Linked DNA regions of Zea mays: all the other regions are linked to region 2. The links are chromatin contacts, called in public Hi-C maps. All regions are on one chromosome and are shown on one strand. The core of a region is the stretch at or near the end of the contact, and the rest is flanking DNA. Distances in the headings are between cores, read along the strand shown.

Region 1 (3,943 bases), core at 1,020-3,519, 140 kb after region 2:
ATCACATACAGGCAGATCCTTCCAATCCTTAATCCAATTGTTGAAAACCTCAGCAATGTTGTTAGTCACGTAGTCGCACTTGATGTCCGTATTGAATCCACTTCTGTACCAAAGGTAGTCATGATGCTCATGTAGCCAACTACTGACCCTAGGAATTTCTTGGATGCTACTAAAATAGTGATCGAAGACTTCTCTCCTATAAGCTCTTGCTGCTGGATACATGTACTCAGACCCACCAAACAACTTTATGTAATTTTGTATGAGATGCCTAAAACACTCCCTTTTCTCAGCATGCGGAAAGACATTGTTCATAGCATTTTTCAGACCCTTGCAGGCATCTGAACACAAAGCTAACAAAGGCAGATCACCCACAACCTTGTGCAACTGAAGAAAGAACCATGTCCAATTTTCAGTGTTTTCTGCCTCAAAAAATCCATATGCTACTGGATACATCCAATTGTGTCCATCAACACCTATTGCACAACAAAGGTGACCATTCCACCTTCCATTAAGAGCTGTGGAGTCAACACTAAGGTATGGTCGGCACCCACCCTTGAAACCAGAAATGCATGGACCGAGCGCACAAAAAAATCTACTGAAGAAAGGACGCCCCTCATCCATTTTGACATCTAGCTCAATGATACTGTCCGGTGACTTTTGCATAACTGCTTCTCTCCAACGCCATAGTAGCTGAAAGCTCTCTTCCCAACTTCCAAATAATTCTTTCAAAGCTTTCTCTTTCCCATGCCAAACTGTGTCATACGCAATAGTACAACCAAAAGTGTCCTGCAATGTAGTTTGCAGCTCCTTGGCACCCATATGAGGTTTCTTCATTAGCAAAGGAAGGGCACGTGCCGCAACCCAAGCACCTGTAGGTGTCGTCGTCTTACGTCTACCACTAGAAGTACAAGTATGTTTGTCATTCAAGACAATTACCTGCAAAATTGGTTCAAGTGTCAATAGCTATATTGTTTGAGCACGAAAGGTACATATTAAGTGAAAAAGCTATATTCTCAGCTTACTTGAATTGTTGGAGCCCCTTTTATCTCTGGTCTGGCATGAATGCTCCAAGGGCAATCAGGCCCTTTACAATACCCTCTAAATCTAGTTTTGTTGGTAGCCTCAATTCCAAGCTCAAATTCTTTATTTATCGCGTATTGTCTAATTGCCAGTCTGAAGTGGTGCATTGTTGCATACAAGCTGCCAGGCTGCATTACTGGATTGTTCATATCATATATGGTCCTCGTCTCATCAAGCACTGCATCAGAACACGGAATGCCTGCTCCCATATCTTCTTCACAAGAATTGCTATTTCCAAAACAGGGAGCACTTGAATCTTCTTGCCTTCTATCATCTTGAGTATCCAATCCAAGCTGATAATATAGACCTTTTTCACTAGTTACATGATTTCTTCCTTCTTCGTTGTTGGTTTCTTCCACCAATATTGAATCCCAATCAATATCATGAATTCCATGCCCATCCCCCTATTAACCAATAGCAGTTCAAATACATTACATAACAACTAAATTGCATAAAATAAATTCAAACTACTAACCACTGTAGGCTGTGTGCCAATACAAGTCAGTGGCCACTGGTGTTCTTCGACAGTGCTTGCAATCGTTTCGTCCATTGGGGGTACTGCCTCATTGTTCGAAGTATTATTCATACTAAATACACTGCACATACAATATATTCTCATTGCCACAGTAACATCGAAATGGAAGTGCCAGTTCCAAATCACATCGAAAATGTACTACGCTAATTAGTCAGCCGACGCTAACTGGAAAGGATCGACGCAAAGGAAATTATTACCAAAGACGGCGGCGTTGGAGTGCCTCTACGTCCAATGGACCACCAGCGCAGGAACAGCAGAGGCAGGGAAGCGCGAGATCCGGTACGCGCGGGAAAGGACCGCGGCAAAGAATGCGCTCGACGAAGACGACGGCCTGCACCCAGTGCGCGCGGGGACGACCGGCCCAGCTCGAGGTAGACGACGGCCTGCACCCAGAGCGCGCCGGGACGAACGGAAGAGCTCAGCTCGAGGAAGACGACGTCGAGGGCGAGCAAGAGGAGAGAAGAATGGAATACGGGAGACTGACGGGAGAGGAATACGGGAGAGGAAGACGACGTCCAAGGCCGGCAAATTCCTAACGGAGCGGAACGGAGCGAGGGCAGCACGGGAACGAGAGAGTTCCTAATGACCATTAACCGACCGCAATGCCAAATTTGCAAAAGTCGGAAGATTTGGATGCCACGCCTACAATTGCCACGACGGCGGTGCCAAATATTTGAAGCCCGCCCACGGCGGTGTCATGTTTGCAAAATTCTCTCCATTCGCCGGTTTTGCGCATCCCCTCCCTCCCTCCATCTCTCTCTGCGTTCGTGGTGCTCGGCCATGGCGGACTACCACTTCGTGTACAAGGACGTTGAGGGGGCGAGCACACAGTGGGACGATATCCAGCGCCGCCTCGGGAACCTGCCCCCGAAGCCGGAGCCCTTCAAGCCGCCGCCCTTCGCCCCCAAGGTCGACGCCGGCGAGCAGCCCAAGTCCAAGGAATGGCTCGACGAGCGCGAGGCCGAAGAGCTCGAGGAACTCGAGGACGACCTTGATGACGACCGCTTCCTCGAGCAGTACAGGTAGGGCCTTTCCGTAGGCTCGATCCGGTCTGCGGTCTGATTGCTGATCCGTGATACTGTCTTTTTCCCCCGTTTGTTATTGGGTGAATCTTAGGATGCTCTGGCGCCTGCCGCGTTTGATTGATCTGATCTGACCAGCGTGGCCAATTGCTATAATTCGTGTGCTCCTGACAGTAACCTGATGTATTTCTGTTGTTGATGCGGATTCCTCGTAGTAGTACCGAGCTTTGGATTATTCGATTCGGATGGCAAAACTGCGAAGCGAGTTGTTAGGAGTCCCAAGTATATAACTATCTCGATTAGTTTGGCATAGCTGGGAAGTGATTGTGACGATTTGATGTAATTTGATGCCTGCAGGAAGATGAGGCTTGCCGAGCTGAGGGAGGCCGCAAAAGCCGCGCGATTTGGTAGTATAGTTCCCATCACTGGCTCGGACTTCGTGCGGGAGGTGTCTCAGGCACCATCAGAAGTTTGGGTTGTGGTCTTCCTCTACAAGGATGGGTAACTATTTCTTCATTCAGTTTGCTGCATCCTTTTCTATGATTTGTTTTGTAGGATTCGACCAAACCTCTCTGGAAGCGGATTGAACTTAATTCATATTTTTACTGCACTTTATTTAGTTGTGTTGGATTTCTATGGGATGTTGCCTGAAAAGACTAGGCAAGTATGGAATTTTACTATGGTTGGCTGGATTTTATGAATTATGATATTCTTGTGTTGTCCGTCGTAGCCAGAGATTTTATTGCAGTGAAATAGATTCAGCATTGCCTGCCTTCAATATAAGGTGATTTGTGAGCATGCTTTCTTTTTTTCTCGGACGCCCACGAGAGCTGCGTTTCATTTCATTGATCGATAGAAAAGAAAAAAAACAATCGCACCTGATTCCACGTCTGGTGTTAGTTTTTTGCATGAACGCGCCTGTTTAAAGAATACATACAGCCCCTACTGGCCGGTCACCTAGTCAGGTCGTCCAAGCAGCACACGTGGTCTTCACACCTGCCATGATCCAGAAATGTGCCTGCTCGCTTGCCTCCTGTATTACTGCTGAGATCGACGGTGGGATTCCATCAAATACACATCGGCTCCATGTTTCCATAGAATCCATGCCAGGAGGATCACCAGGGAATTGAGGCCCTTCCTTGCCACCGTTGGAGCCTTCTGTGTCGCCTTGCACCATCATATTGTCCATGGATGGTTCTAGTGCTTGTATGCCAAACTTGCCAAGAGCAATGGACCAAACCTGGCAGGAGAAGACACAGGTTGACATGAGGGCTTCCTCCTGAGAAACAAAGCGGGCAGCAGGGTG
Region 2 (4,153 bases), core at 1,431-3,930:
ACAGCATTGGCCATATTACGTTTAGTGACATACATTAAGCTAGAGAAGGAGATTCCCTGAAAGGCAACAGATAGAGTACAAACAAACCCTTTTCAAAGCTTGTAGACAAGCAGAACAGGATAAACTCAAGTAATAAATAGCAAATGGCTTAACACATTTTAGCGTTTCAATTTGTCTATGACATCTTAGCTAGGTTTTAGGATTGTAGTAGACTTTATATATATAGTTCCATTTGACTGCAGTGACACACATAGATATTTTAACATGGAAGAAGGCAAAAACCTATTTCCACATTTTGTTTTATTTCTAAAAGAAGAGTAATTGGTATTGAGTGTCTGAAAGGGTGTTCAGGACATGCGGATTTACTTAAATATACAATGGGATTGTCACTGATGAATAAAAGAATCAACATCAGTTGGGACTTACTTTCCACCACATGTAACAATAGCCGACTGTCCCAACAGCAGCAGCAGGTACTATCAAAGCTGATGCAGCTGCAAAGAGGTAAAATTACTTAACGAGGGCTTTAATTATGTTTACACACCGGTCTAAATAAAAGACATATCGAATTTTACACATAAAGTCTTTTTTTAGAGGATGTCTCCATTTTCATTACAACGAGAACAGAATACATCGGTTTAGAGTATATTCAGAAAGAAAAAAACATGCCCGGTTCTGTTGAATTTCAAGTATTCAGTTTCACCAATAAGATACGGAGACTTACTTCACATTTAGAATTACACAAAAAGATTTTTCATCGGAAAGAGGTCTACGAAGACTTTTGGGAAAACATCAACGTTTGCTGGCTTATTTGTCAAAGAAAAATAGAATATGTTATAAGAAATTAATCAGTCAGTTGAATATTCGGGAGTAAGTGCCATATAAATTTTACACATAAAAATTTAAAAGTATTAAGTTGCATGCACCAACTAATTTAACCTAAAAGTTTAAGCTAGTAGAATAAGGTGGACAATTCACTTATTGTATATTTCAACACTTCCCGCTCATATTGAGGCTCACTTAGCTATCAAACGTGAAATAGAAGCAAACAACAATTATTTTATTTAATTGTGTTAATAACTAGGGTTTGAACTCAAAATATCTGGCTTTGATACTCTATTAAGTTGCATGCGACAATCAGTTCTGTTGACACCTTTTTGGAGGCGCCAATTACTCAAGAGAACCAGCGGCGGTGCTCTCTGGTCAGGCGCGGACGGTCCGCGACCCAAGGCCGGACGGTCCGCGACCTGGCGCGAGGCGGCGGTGCTCTCTGGTCAGGCGCGGACGGTCCGCGGCGCAGGGCCGGACGGTCCGCGACCTGGTGCAGGAGCTCGGTTTCCCTGCCTGACGGCCGGACGGTCCGCGCCCTAGGGCCGGACTGTCCGCGCGTGCGCAGGGGCAGCGGAAGATCGCCGGCGGCGCCCTCAGGGCCGGACAGTCCGCCGGCTCATTTTGGTGTCAAACAAGTTCAATAAAAAAAACTTAAGCTGGTAAAAAGAGGTGGACAATTCACTGATATTATATCCCACGGAAAGAACGTTCCATTTACAGGTTTACTTTAACACACGTTCTTACGTGTGCGTGTGTTTGTATGCAAAGTAGCGGGATTTCAACGTTTAGAGTGGGGAAGAATAAATTAAAGATATTTTCAGTTTGTGCTCATGCAATATGAGGGTTGGATTTAGTAAAGCATAAGCATATGCATGCCAAGCCTGCACAATGCATGTTATTAAGACATGATTGGATGGTACATATGTAATTGTAAGACAGGAACCTGACAGCCGAACAATCAGATTCAAGCACGGTATATATAGTTATGGTGACAGACCTACTCCGTTTCCTGTATCAACATGAATCATCGGTTGTGAGATTCTTGTCGCGATGTGATTAATTTCCTTGGTCATTTGAGCAAGTGCTTTAGCCACCTAAATAAAACAGATTGAAAGCCACAAAAAACATGGTGTTACATTAATTATACTACTAGCACAAGGTGCACCGTGCACGCATGCTGCGTCTCTTCATGTACGAGCAGAAGCAGGGCGTTGCGCGATGCACGCGTGACGTACCACTGTGTTAACGTCGTCGTTGACGGCGGCCGCCCCCTTCTCGCTAAGAGACTCCTGCGACGCCAGGATCATCAGTTAATCATCAAACGCGGATCAGAATTGAATTCAAGCACACGATGCAAACACGCCGCATGGGTAGATCGATCGGAGCCGCGCGCCGCGCCACGCACCTGAAGATCGCGGAGGAGCTCGCCGAGTTTGCCGCTGCGGACAGCGATGGGGCCGCCGACAGCACCTGCACGATCGATCGTATCGGATGGTAGATGAGAAAAAGAAAGGAGGAGAAAAAAAACTAAAGGCGCGCGTGTGGGCGTGAGCAACGGCGAGCGAGCGCGCGCGTACTAACTACTGAGCACAGGAAATAAAGGCTAGCTCGATTGATCTAGTAAAACCATGGGGTAGCATGCAGCAGATCAGGCGATCGAAGAGCAAGTGCAGAACGGAGTATGGGGCGGCGGCGTTACGCACCGACGCCGATGAGGAGGACGATGCGGCCGAGGCCCATGCCGGCCTGCACCATAGCCATTGTGCTGCGTGCCCACCGCGGCGGCGGCGGATGGAACTCAGGCGGCGTGCGTGGCGAGGGAGGAGCGAGCGAACTAATAAACCCTGGCTTGCGTAGTTGCGTGGGGTTGGTTAGGCTTAAATAGGCGCGGGCGCGCGGCCGGGCTCGACTCGCGTTTGTTTTTGTACGGGGATTCGGGGAACCGAATCCTGGAATCCAGGGCGGCGCGCGTATCGAAGATGGACTCGCGGGCGCGTGCGCGGTCTATTCTTCTCAACGAACCCGTTACTGTTAAAGCATGCCTTCCAATTTATAATTTATTTGACTTTTTACCCTAAATTTGATCTGCTCGTTTTATTCAAAAAATATAATTATTATTACTATTTATTACGATATCGTTTAGAGTATAATATATTTTAAGTATGGCTTTGTTTTTTTTCTTTTTTCAAAAAAATAATAAGACGAGTCTAATCAAATTTGATAAAAAAAAGTCAAATGAATTCTAAATTGGAACGGTGTGGGTATAACTCTAAGTCTTTGGACCGATTTTAAGGGCCCGTTTGGTACAGCTCCAGCTCCTGATTCTAAGCGAGGATCTGGAGGAGCCGTGCCAAACGGGTATTTTTTAAACTGATTCTCGTGTGGAGCCGAAAGATTGGGAATCGTTTTTGTGAAGAAAGGTGGATCTAAAAAAAACTGCTCCACCATCCCTTAAAACAGCTCCTCAACCAACCAAATATGGACCTCCCTTAAAGTTTGATCGAAATTACCCGCAATTGCCATTGGACAAAAACATAACGAGCCAATTTATGGATTAAACATTTGAGAACATTTTATGCACTACTATGATGAGAATATTTTATATGTTATTGTTTCATAATTTTTTTCCGTATATGCATTCTACTTATTGGTTTGTAACAAAGTTGAGCTGCAAAGGGTAAAACAGACAATCGCTATAGACCACCAACTCTCAGCAGACAAGAATCAGTTTACTTGCCAAACGGTTTTAAAAATGATTCTGATTCTCTAGGAGAATCAGGAGGATCAGCTCCTCACGAGGATCAAGATCTAGAGCTAAAGAAGCAGGACCTGGAGCTTTGCCAAACGAACCCTAAGTATACAAGAGTAATAGTCAGACGAGAGACTATACGATACAATTCTGATTCTTTAGATCATAAATACAATTAAGAGTAAATATGTATAGAGGGTCATACAGAGACAGGCTCACTTTACTTTTCCACTTCATCTTCTAAAGACCATTTAACGTCTACGAAGGAGTGTGGTTCGTTCGACAAATTCCTACCTCTATCTGGGGTGTTTGGGTTTTGCAAAACTCCATAGAGGCATATTACATGTAGTTTTACATGCCCTTATTGTCGTCGCTGAAGTCACCCATGAAGCCGAACAACATTGAGGCCGAACAATTCTCACTTTCTTCCTCCATCTACCATTGTGGATTAGAGATCATTTTGATGTAGATATTAGAGAAGTTAAAATTGAATTAGATTTAAAAAACCAAATTTGCCAAGTATTATAAAAGGGTTGCAATACAAATATATTGTTTGGATATAACTAGAATTAC
Region 3 (4,377 bases), core at 674-3,173, 190 kb after region 2:
ACAACACAACCACAGTAGTAGTGCACTACGCCCTGTGCTTTTTCACTCTCACCGAGCTTGCTCAACGACTGAGTCATCTACAATTGAGTGACAAAATAAAATCAGTAAAATTGCAAAAGAGCATTACATCCATATTTTTAGATAAAACATGTTACCAAAGACATTATTGTATTCAGGCGTTAAACAACATGTATCTTGCAGATTTACCATTATCCAGGCTTAATCTTTACTACTCTATAAGAGAGCAAACTAGGCATCCACCTACTTCACCGTGCCTCCGCTCCCGTGATTCGCGTGCCCCCGCCCCCGTGATCCATCTTCGCCCGATGCCCGCATGTGCTCCTTCGTCCTCGCCCGCCGTCCTTCCGTCGTCCTCCCCCGTGATTCATCTTCGCCCGCATGTGCTCCTTCGTCCTCGCCCGCGCCGCCACACCTCCCCCGAAACCTCGCCGCCACCCCTCCACACGCTCCTTATCACCCACATCCTGCCTCCCTCATCTCCAGTGCTTCTCTCGCCTCCTCTGTGCACACCTCGCCGCAGGGTGCGTCCTCAAGCTCGATCCCTCCCCGGCCTGTTCGTCATGACCTCTCGCCCTGCCGGCAACGGCGCTGGCTCCCCGCGCACCGCATCCTCATCATCCCGAGCCTCGCCACAGGGTCCTTGTCCTTCGGCTGCGTCCTCTCATCGCTCTCCTCCCGCGACATCCACACCGTGGCTCTCGACCTCCCCGGTCAAGGCCTCTCTCCATCGCCGACTGCTGCGCCCGGACAAGCGCGCTCCACGGCATCATGAACTGTGGCATCTTCCACGCATGTGCGGTCTCCTTCCTCGCCCCCGCTCAAGCCCAAGCCCACAGCAGCATCGCCCCCGACGCCCCTCCCCCCGCCCTCGAGCCCCGAGACGCCATCCTGCCCCCACCCACCACACCCGCCTCCCGAGCATCGAGGTGGTGGTCGAATCGACAGAGGTCGTGTCCCCGCCGCCCGCCTCCTCGCTAGCTCCATCCGCCCCTCGCAGCCCTCTGGCCTCGCCCAGCCGAGCTCCCTCCTACTCGTCGCCTCGTCTAGGGCTAGGGTCGTCGTCTCTGCCCTGCGGGCACTGAAGCCCTCTGTGGTGCCACTCAGCGCCCCCATCGACCAATAGTGTTCCTATAAAGCTAATCAGAAAGATGTAAATGTTGAACAGAGGCTGTCTTTGGAGATCCGGGTTCACAGGGAGCGCTGGTCCGTGCTTAGTTTATCCATTTATTGTGTAGTTTACCTTTGAGAGAATCATGTCCCTCCTTTTTGCTACTTAATATTAGGTTCATGTTATTTTGGTATTGTTAGATACTTGGATTGGCCCTTAAGGCAAAATCGTGTGTTTGTGATACATGATGTGTGAAAGCAGTTAGGCAGTTCAATTAGGCACAAGTTTTTTTTACCTAAAAAAGTTAGCCCTTAGCACGATGTGACAAGCTACGATTGTGCATTTGTGCTTCTTCCATATTGTTCTCGATAATTTAGCTCTTCCTCAATGAAGTGCTGCAAATTATTAGATTCTTGTGGCAGTGTCCACAATGGGGCTTGTGATTTCTGCAGTGTGAACTGATTCCACATTTCTACTAGCTTTTGAGTTGCAGAAATTACAGGTCAACTAATACAACAAGGTTTATATGAAGCTTAAACAGCCTCATAAAAAATCCATTGTAGGCTTGTATACAAATTAATGCCACAGTTCAGGCGACATAGTGATTGAGTGAATGGGGATAGAGGAACCACGCCGACGTCTAAAGCCTAGTTCGGCGTCAAGATCTATGGTGCCGAGCTAGGTGCCACGTCAGTGGGGCCAGTATTTCGGCATCATGGATTGTGGCGTCGGTGTGTTCGGCATCAAGGCCATGACGCCGAGCAGATGATCCAAAACTGAGAAATAATTCTTTCAGGAGGCTAGATGTAAAATTTCTTCGAAAAAGGGCTAAACTGTAAAATTTTGGGTCACGGCCTCCCTCGAAACCCTAGGCCACAAGCAAAACTCTGCTCCTCGCTTAAACCCGCGAGCCTCCGGACCCGGATGTTGTTCCGGTTCCGCCCGGCCCCCTCGTAGCCATCGCCTCCTTTTAGCGCCGCCATCCCACCTCGCCGGCGGCCATGGCGACCCCGTCTTATGCGGCGGTGAAGTGCCTCAACACGTCCTCGTCCAGCCGCAAGCGTTTCTCGGTACGCCTCTTCTCCGACTGCTGGCTGTTCCGCTAACACAGAATCCAGCTCGCGGAAGAGTTTTATGGATGCTAATGAGCTATGTGTTTCTTTCCGCAGTTTAAGAGCTTCTCGCAGCGGGTGGAGGAGATCGACATCGATGTGTACCGCAGCCTCCACACACTGAAGGCGGAGCCATCCAGCGGATCGTCCTTCTTCCTCGACGCAATTGTGGAGTGGAGGGTATGCGACCTTTTCTTTTTCTTGCCTCGTTTATTTCAATCTCTGTCATCTCTAGATACACTTTGGAAGTAACATGGGAGCTTAATTTGGTGCTTAGAGCATCAGAAAGGGTTTAATTGCCTTAATCGTTGTCTGCTGTGTTGCCCTGAGTGTTATATTGTGTAATATAGTCAGGATTACATCCAATAAAAATGGAAACATCTTCGAAATTCCACTCAGTGTGGAATGGACCTTAGTTCCATCTATTTTGTTTATTTCTTTTGATTGAAGAATTAACAGAATTCAAGGCTGTTCACAAACTGCACAAGGCCATGGGCAAAATTTTGTTCACAAATCGCACAAGCACAACTTTTGCTAACTCTATCTAGTAGAAGCATAGAATACCTAAAAGTTTGAGGGCATGTTTGGTTTCCTACCTAAGGCGCCACAATCTGCCTAACCTTAGGCGCTCGAATTGAAGAACTAAGGTTAGGCAGAAAAGTTTGGCACATTGTGGCGTCTTAGGCACCAAACCAAACAACCCCTGAATCCATCCTGCTGCCACGCTGCCACCCCCTCCCAAACAATTGATTTACTTAACTTTTTTGTACCTCAGCATTCCCCAGCATTCTCTGTTGCCATGCTTAAGCTGCATCATGCCTCAATCACCTTACTGGCCAATGCCTGCTCCATGGTTGGCTAGGTTTTTTTCTGCCCCGTGTCTTGGTCCACCACTATGCATGGCTTGAGTGAAATGCAACACTCTCGACTCGAATTCCACCATTGGATTGCTCCCACCATCGTACTCACCTCGCATCACCTGCTACTGACAAAATCACACCACCATATATGTTTTCACTTCATACTTGCACTTTGTGTGTGTGTTACAGTTCGATCAACTTCTGTGGCTTCCATCATATTTGATGCAGGGCACAGAGGTGCCAATATGGAAAAGGGCAGTGAACTCAATCATATTGTTAATTTCTAGCCAATAGATTAGTCTTCCTAGCTGTCATCAATGTACTCTCTCCGTCCCAAAAATAGGACACATCCCACTTTTCGAGGAGTCAACCAATCTCAAGTTTGACTAAATATATGCAAAAAGGTACTGATATTTATGATATCGAGTAACTATTATTAGATTAACCATGCAATATATTTTTCATAATAAACCCATTTGGAGATACAAACGTTGAAAATATTTTCTTTAAATCTTGTCAAACTTAAAATTAATTGATTCCTCAGAAAGCATTATGTGCATTCTTAGAGGGACATAGGGAGTATGAAGTTGCAGTAGGTTCCTTCCAGTGTTCCTTTTAATTCTTATATAGAGTTATATAAATATGCCAACCCCCACTCCAGAGTCGATGCTAATTTTATATATATAGAGCGGGGAGCAAAACTGGGCTTCCCGCCTGTCCACGTCTACATTTTTTTCTCCACCCCAAGATCAAGATCCGACGGCGCAAGCGTCTCTGCCCTTTTCTCTGTTCATCTCTCAGCCAAGCGCTCCGTCCGGAAAAGCACCTTCTAAAAGCAATATAATATATTATTCTCTGTCCGGTCTCCATCCATAGCGTCACGGGAATTAGGATGGGCTGTGTCTGTACCACACGTGCATGCAGCTACTTCTATGATTATAAATGGTGTGGTATGTGGTATGTGGCATAATCATGGTGTGGTATGTGGCTTGACATTGGGCCAAGGGTGTGATGGTGCTGAAGGTCCAACACATGCACCAGCACAACTCTTTTGGTCTTGTGATGGAGTCCTGACTGGGCTTCGAACTTAGCCAGCTAGGTGCTAGGGGGTCTGATCTGTTTTCTTTTTTCTCTTTCTGGCTGGTCCTATTGTTTTGATCTGTACTTGGGGAGGACCTCTTGGTCATCCTCGTTGGTTCCTCTTCTTTCTTAATGAAATGACACACAGCTCTCCTGCGTCGTTCGATAAAAAAGATGGAGTTAAGCGCGTGATATA

What was found. Hi-C and Micro-C count contacts between places; a contact is called where the count stands out from the background.
Region 1: a Hi-C map of endosperm shows a contact between it and region 2, with 2.1 times the contacts expected there. The contact joins the promoter of LOC100217149 here to the promoter of LOC100277536 in region 2. A contact is called at or near these places in 5 of 25 Hi-C or Micro-C datasets (bundle sheath, ear, endosperm and 2 more).
Region 3: a contact with region 2 is called in a Hi-C map of ear, with 2.3 times the contacts expected there. The contact joins the promoter of LOC103649658 here to the promoter of LOC100277536 in region 2. A contact is called at or near these places in 11 of 25 Hi-C or Micro-C datasets (bundle sheath, ear, endosperm and 4 more).

The regions. Positions count from the first base shown.
Region 1 is chr3:8,708,278-8,712,220 of Zm-B73-REFERENCE-NAM-5.0, forward strand. LOC100217149 (Thioredoxin superfamily protein) reads left to right here and starts at 2,270. Exons shown (of 4, transcript NM_001143515.1): 1 at 2,270-2,637; 2 at 2,995-3,138. The coding sequence starts at 2,396.
Region 2 is chr3:8,572,378-8,576,530 of Zm-B73-REFERENCE-NAM-5.0, forward strand. LOC100277536 reads right to left here and starts at 2,681. Exons shown (of 12, transcript NM_001151067.2): 1 at 2,535-2,681; 2 at 2,237-2,301; 3 at 2,067-2,120; 4 at 1,829-1,925; 5 at 427-494; 6 at 1-56. The coding sequence starts at 2,592.
Region 3 is chr3:8,763,953-8,768,329 of Zm-B73-REFERENCE-NAM-5.0, forward strand. LOC103649658 (small subunit processome component 20 homolog) reads left to right here and starts at 1,924. Exons shown (of 31, transcript XM_035966143.1): 1 at 1,924-2,199; 2 at 2,299-2,421. The coding sequence starts at 2,131.